2 separate regions of the Mus musculus genome follow, and region 1 is linked to region 2. The links are chromatin contacts, called in public promoter capture Hi-C maps. All regions are on one chromosome and are shown on one strand. Each heading gives the region's core, a stretch centred on a gene start, on an enhancer-like site or on the middle of the called end of the contact. The rest is flanking DNA. Distances are from core to core; before and after follow the strand shown.

Evidence for each region. Promoter capture Hi-C pulls out the DNA fragments that hold promoters and counts their contacts.
Region 1: a contact with region 2 is called in a promoter capture Hi-C map of liver, with 2.0 times the contacts expected there. The contact joins two enhancer-like sites. A contact is called at or near these places in 3 of 39 promoter capture datasets (hematopoietic stem and progenitor cells and liver).

What each region holds. Positions count from the first base shown.
Region 1 is chr7:128,553,579-128,557,120 of GRCm38.p6, forward strand. No RefSeq gene overlaps it. Among named protein-coding and RNA genes, the nearest start is that of Bag3, 32 kb to the left of the region's middle. Within about 2 kb of position 1,798, at least 107 of the 459 cell types and tissues checked have an H3K27ac peak or open chromatin away from gene starts, as enhancers often do. A contact at or near this core is called in liver, where this site is marked.
Region 2 is chr7:128,056,367-128,060,101 of GRCm38.p6, forward strand. No RefSeq gene overlaps it. Among named protein-coding and RNA genes, the nearest start is that of Itgam, 4.4 kb to the right of the region's middle. Within about 2 kb of position 1,670, at least 90 of the 459 cell types and tissues checked have an H3K27ac peak or open chromatin away from gene starts, as enhancers often do. A contact at or near this core is called in liver, where this site is marked.

The sequences.
Region 1 (3,542 bases), core at 548-3,047, 500 kb after region 2:
AGGGTATACAAACAGAACTACATTAGCTCTGGGAAGCCCTGAGCATGGGATGGGGGGGGGGGGGGGGGCGGGGCTCCCTTGAGATGTAGTTCAAAATAAACACAACAGTAATAGCAATAGGAGTATAAAGAAGATCTCAGCTTCCCAGGTTAAAGTTTTTTGACTTTAACAAAATTTAAAAATTCCTCCAGGTATGTATGCGTGTGTGTGTGTGTGTGTGCACCTAAGAGTGTGTGGGGGGTGAGTGGATGGGGGTCACATGCATACATGTGATAGGGCATGCCCCCATTTCCTGGGACTTCGGAGACTCATCTGCACTGCTGGAACCAGTAGCAACTGAGAAGAGCTGCTTCAGCCCCAGGGGAGAGCGCTGAGCTGGTGAGGATCCTGGGATAGAGAGGCAGCCCATGGCACCCAGGTAAGGCAGCCACAGGTGCTGGGCCCTGGCAGCCAGGAAGCAGTGGGGCCAAGTTTCAGGTTCAAATAGAAGCTAGCCTGAAGGCGGTGCAGGGGCTGGGAGAACACCTCCTTAGCAGGCCAGGGTAGCTCATGTCTACAACCTGAGCTCTTAGGAGGCTAAAGCTGGAGTTTGAAACCACATAAGGCCATAGAGTAAAGACGAAAGAAAGAAAGAAAGAAAGAAAGAAAGAAAGAGAGAGAGAGAGAGAGAGAGAGAGAGAGAGAGAGAGAGAGAGAGAAGAGAGAAGAAAAAAGAAAAAATATTCTTCTGGAAGTTTCTAGAACATTTGTTTTCTATCGATGACTGTTCCAACCTCTGCCAGCCATGGTGAACTGGCAGTCCTTACAGAGGCTGCATTTTTTTTTTTCTTACAGACTTGTTTCTAGGGAAGGCCTCCTTTTCTAGCCTCAAGAGAAATTCTACCCCTAATCCTTCTCTCCATCTCGCCTTTCGCCTTGTCTCTCAGCTTCCTGCTGCCTCTCCTTAGTTGAGAAGAAATGCAGCCACAGAAGGAGTAGTCCTCAGAGCTCAGCTTAACCCCCTTTATCAGCAAGTGTCTTGACAGAGCCACCTACGTCGGTCCCCAGCTGGACTCCCAGGGCCTGTACAGTCCTCTGCCACCCACTCATTCCTCCTTCCCACTCCACCGAAACCTCTCCTTGTGGGCACATCTGTGCAGTCATTGCAGATCTTCCTCGCTGGACTGTGACTCACCGTCCTCCCCAGTGGACTGTGACTCACCGTCCTCCCCACCCACTTAACCACTGAGTCTGCCCAGCACCCTTTCTCTCACCACAGGGCAGAAGATGAATTTTGTGTCAGCTCAGCTAGAAGGCAGAGCCCATATTCAACCAAGCCCTAGACGCCGTTGTGCCTCCTGTGGTAAGATAAAGGTGTAGGACATAGCTCTGTGAAAAAAGTGCTTGTCCAGGCTATGTGAAGCCCTAGGTTTGACCTTGGAATCACATAAAACTGGGTGTAGTGGTGTGTACCTGTAATCCCCAAAAGTCAGGAGGTTCAAGAAGGAGCTGAGACGTTCAAAGTCATTCTTAGCTCTCCAGTAAGCTTCAGGTCAACCTGGGCTACGTGAGACCCTGTCACCAACCAACACGGATGCTTATTTCTCTAGAGAAACTGTGTCCGCACTCTGGTGCCCAACCTCCTCAGCCCCCAGCCACCTCTGGTCAGTATCTCTAATACCTTCAGTCAAGAGGGTGCATCCTTTGGGGGTACTCGAGCTCAGATCCTGAGTGTCCTTCTGAGTCTACACTAAGCCAGCTTTAAGCCAGCAGCTTCCGTGGGGGCAATGTCAAGGCCACAGAGGCCAGCCAGGTGCATGAGAGGCAGTGCCAGCTGCCACAGGTTGGGGTAGGAAGAGACTGATGCTCAGTCACTGCCAGGGGGAACATGGTCCAGTGTTGTGAGAGATCTCTAGTTTCCAAGAAAGACAAGAAATCTGTTTTGTAAGATTTCTCTGTTTAAAAATATTTTTTAAAAATGTTTTAAAAGAACTAGTCAGGCCCAACAAAATCTGTCTGCAAGCCAGATTCGGCCCTGGGGCTGCCAGCAAACAAGCTCCAAGTTCCACTATTCTGTAAATATTTAATAGTCTCCATTCCTTACTGTTTGCCCCCAGCCCTGAAAGTGTTGAGAGCAAAGCCTATAACTTGGACTCTCATACAGCCAACTTGAGGTGGGACAGTGACCTAGAGAGGTGGGGGGGGGGGGCAGGAAGGATGGGAGGTGTACTTAGCTCTCAACTGTTTCTCTACTTTGCCAAACACCTTTTTTTTTTTTTTAATCTGGCCCCTCCTCCCACCCCCATCACACCCTTCTATAGCCACACAGTTCTGAGGTTACACTCAGGATCCCACATGTAAACCAAACCTCTCTCAGGCCTGCCATTCCTCTCTTCACTGGCCCTTCCTGCTCAGCACCAGTGCTCACAGGGTGATCACAGCGTTGGCTCTGCCAGTTATGTGGGCAGGGCTCCAGTACCAGCTCCTCACTCAACAGTCAGCCATGACCTTAACCTTCTAGAGACTCAGTTTCCCCCACCGTCACACCTCGGCAATTTGTAGTAAGCTTTCACGACTCTTCAGGAAGTCTTATTTCATTCTGAGGACAAGTTGCCCACGGTAGTCAATATTGTTGAGTAGAATGTCTTGGTGCCTGTGCTGTCCCAGTGCCGCTGACCAAGGAGAAAGGGACAAACAAAACAAAAGCAAATAAACAAAAACCCTTGTTGATCTTTATCTATTTATTGTGTATCTGTTTGAGTGTGTGTATGTGTGTGTGTTTGTGTGTGTGTGTGTGTGTGTGTGTGTGTGTAGGAATATACATGCCACAGTGCGTGTGAGGAACTCAGAGAATAATTTGTGGGAGTCAGTTCTCTCCTTCTACCATGTGTGGTCCAGAAATCAAACTCAAGTGGTCAGGCTTGGTGGAAAGTGCCTTTTATCCACAGAGCCATCTTGCTGGCCCAACATGTCAACCCTTCTGCTTTGAATCTGAATCTCAACGACAAATCCAGGCAGGCTCCAGGCCAGGAACAACTTCACAGCACTCTCTGTCTCCTCTTCTGGTCATGAGTGCCCATCCCTGTCTGCAACCTTCCCTCTCAAGTCCAGAAGACACTTTCCTTTTCTTTTTCTTTCCCTTTTTCTTTTCTTTTCTTTTCTTTTTGTTTCTTTTCTTTTTTTTTGAGACAGTGACTCATGTGCCCCAGGCTGGGTTCAAATTCCCTATGCAGCTGAGGATGGTCTTAAATTTATGTATGATCCAGCTTGTGTTCTAGTTTGTTTTTTGTTGTTGTCATACATATCATGATTAAAAAGCAACTTGTAGAGAAAGGGGTTTATATTTTCTTACAGGTTAAAATTCATTGTGGAAGGAAGCCAAGGCAACACCTGAAGGCAAAAGCTTGAAATAACAATGACAAAGGAGCTCTCCTTACTAGGTTCCCCAAGTCATGCTCAGCCATCTTTCTTAAACATCCAGGCAGACCTGCCTAGGGATGGTGCTGCCCACAGTGGGCTTGACACCCCCATATCAGTTAGCAATCAAGAAAATGTCCCATAGA
Region 2 (3,735 bases), core at 420-2,919:
AAGGTAGTTTATTCCTTCATGTTAGGCAGGGCTACTAGAGGAACAGAACTAGTAGAATGGTGTGTATGTGTGTGTGCATGCTCACGTGCATGTGTTAAAAGGGGACTCACTAGAATGGCTTTCATTACAGGGCTTGGGTAGTCAGTCCAACAACAGCTGTCTGTATATTTGTGAGGCTGAGAACCTGCTAGCATGAACCTGAATGACCCAGCAGTTCCAATCTGAAACCGAAGACCTGGAAGGCTGCTGGAGAATTTATGGTCTTCAGTCTGTGTTGGAGGGTCAAAGAAGCTGGAGCCTGATGCCAGTGAAGGACAGCAGCAGATGCAGATGCAGATGCAGATGCAGATGCAGATGCAGATACAGATACAGATACAGGCACATCTACTAGTAAGATGTGAAGACAGGCGGGCAAGCAATGCTGCCTCCCCTCCAACCCTTTATGTTTGGGACGCCCACTGGAAGGTGCTGCTTACCCGGAGGGAGCTGTCTTTTCTGGAAATTCCCTCAGAGATCCACCTACAGGCCTGGCTCTTAGTTGATTGCATCAAGTTGACAGTCAGGATTCATCATTACGCTGGGGTGGGTCTTTGAAGCTTGTATTTGGTCTCTAGTCCTTTCCTCCTCCTGCTGTTTGTTGTGAAGTGAAGACGGTTCCCTGCCACACTCTCCAGCTGCCATGATGTTTAACCTCACCAGGATCCAGAATCAGAGAGCCAAGTAACAGTGGACTTTGGAACCTCTGAAACACTGAATAAATAAGTAAATATTTCCTCTCCAGGCTGTTTCTGAAGGTGTTTGTGCACAAGGAAGGACTGCAGAGTGACAGGGACATTCCCTCACACTCTCTAGGCAGCGTCTCATTTGGCTTGTTCCTCTTCCTTAGCCCTTAGCTCAGAATACAGCTACACTCTCAGTTTAAATCAGCTACAGTGCTTTTTCTTTCTGGTTATAAAAGTCCCCCCTCTCTTTCTCTGTGTCTCTCTTTCTGCCTCTCTCTTTGTCTCTCTCTCTCTGTTTGCCTGTCTGCTTGCCTGTCTGCCTCTCTCTCTCTCTCTCTCTCTCTCTCTCTCTCTCTCTCTCTCTCTCTCACACACACACACACACACACACACACTATAAGTGCAAGCCAGGCTTGATGAGCACAGATATAAATCTAGCATTTGGAAGGCTGAAGCAGGAGGATTATGAGTTTGAGACCAACATAGGCTGTTGCAATCATCCACCCACAAAAAAAAATTTCCAATAATTTTAAGTTTTGTTTTGTTTTGAGATAGGGTTTCACTATGTAATCTGACTGATTTGAAATCCTCTATGTACACCAGGGTGGTTTTGAACTTCTAAAGATCAACCTATCTCTGCCTTTCAAGTGCTGGTGACCACTCTTGGCCCATAACCCTAATTAGTTTGCCTATGTAGAGGCAAAGGAAAAATCTCTCTCCATGGCAGATGAAGGGTGGTCACAGATTGGGCACAGAATTGAGAAGTGGGCTGTGCTGTTCACCTTGAACAGGAAGAATTTCTGTAGCCATTCGGTGAGTAGAACCTGATGCACGAGGCTTTGGGACTCTTGCCCCTGAAATCCAGCATTGTTCTGGGAGAAGCCCGAGCCGCATGCAGAGGTGCTGCAGTCACAGCTGCGACCTTAGTCTAGTCTACAGCCAGCACCGATGCTCAGCGGTGTGAATGACCCACCTGGGAAGGTCAGCCTAAGAGCAGTTGGCTAGCTCCAGCACTAGCCATGATCTGACGCCAGCCATGTGAGATACTTAGGTGGGAACTGTGAGCCAGGAACCAAAGAGCAACAACAGTAACAACCCACCACAGCAATACTAACCCTCTACAACAGTAACAACCACACAATGTGGGGTGGTGGGCTGTAAGAGGAAGCCTGGTAAGGCTGAGCTAAGGTTTGAAGCCCTGGAGACCCTGAAGGGACTGTAGGATCCTTGCCTGCTCCCAGAACCAGGCCCCTGTCACGTAGCCACAGCTCCCCGCCCCACACCCCTGTAGAGAGGTCTGTGGCCATCGGTCACATAGGGACAGCACCCCAAGCCCTCCCACATGTAGATAAGGTATCCCTAAGCTCTCAGACCAGGCCGATAGGAAACACCTACTGTCAGACCGTGACCCACCCCAAAACTGTATATAAAGATCCTATCCAGAAGGAATAAAGGTGTGTGAGAATTACTCTGTCAGCTGAGCACTTCTGTCATAGGAGCTGTATCACTGAAGCCAGGGGAGAGACCTGCTCTCCCAAAACGCCACCAGAAGCTACCCCTTCCCCCGGCACCCCTCACTGGCTAGTCAGCTCAACCCAGTCTGACTCAGTGCAGAGCGACCAGTGACCAGTGCGGTGTCTTGGAGCAACAGAAGCAGAAGCAGCAGCTGTGGAGGCAGCTGCAGCAGCAGAGGCACTCCCCGCACCACCCCCCCTGAGTTCGCTCCCTTTGCCTGAACCCTCGCACCTGGCTAGGCCAGAGATCTCTGTGGAAAGCCTCCAGTATACAGGCCCACACCACAACAATAACCCACTACAAAAATAACAACCTATCACAACAATGAACCCACCACAACAGTAATAACCACCACAATAAAGTGCTGTGCTAAGCTGTTAAGTTTTGGACTGGTTTACAAGGAAGTAACTGTTAACTGCCTTGTGTTTGTAATTCACTATCTTGGAGATGACAATATTTATTCATTTATATTTAATTTTTGTTTTCAAAAGAATATTATTTAATCTTTGAAATTTCTATACATCACACAACGTATTTTGTGATCAAAATACCTATCTACCATCATGCCCTGGAACTCTTTCCTTGTCACTCACTGTGCTGGCTAGTTTTAGGTCAGTTTGACACAAGCTAGGGGCATCTGAAAGAGGAAACCTCTACTGAGGAAATGTCTCCATAAGACCTGGCTGTAAGGCATTTCCTTAATTAGTGATTGATGGGGGAGGGCCCGGCCCACTGTGGGTGGTGCCATCCTGGGCCTGTGGTTCTGGGTTCTTTTTCTTTTTTTGGATTTTTCGAGACAGGGTTTCTTTGTGTAGCCCTGGCTGTCCTGGAACTCACTCTGTAGACGAAGCTGGCCTTGAACTCTGTGCTAAGAAATCTGCCTGCCTCTGCCTCCCAGGTGCTGGGATTAAAGGCATGCGCCACCACTGCCCGGCTGGTTCTGGGTTCTATGAGAATGCAGGCTGAGTAAGTAGTTCAGGTTCCTGCCCTGTCTGAGTTCCTGTTCTGACAAATAAACACTTTCCTCTCAAGCTGATTTTGGTCATGGTATTTATCATAGCAACAGTCCCCCATCTAAGACACCACATTAACTTCATGTCTTTCTTTGCTAGAAATAATCCCGAATGTTCAATTAGTGCTTTCCATATGAGCATGGGTGTCAGGCCACCCATTGGGAGATATATACATACATACATACATACATACATACATACACCTACATACACACACACACACACACACATACACACACACACATATGTATATATATATATATATATATATATATATATACATACACACACACACACACACATATATATATACATATATATATATACACCTACATACACATACACACACACATACACACACATATATACACACACATATATATATATATTGAGGTAATGTCTTAATTTATATCCTAGGTCAATCTTGAATTCATAGTAATCCTCCTGCATCAGCCTCTGAATGCTGAGACTATAGATATGTGTCA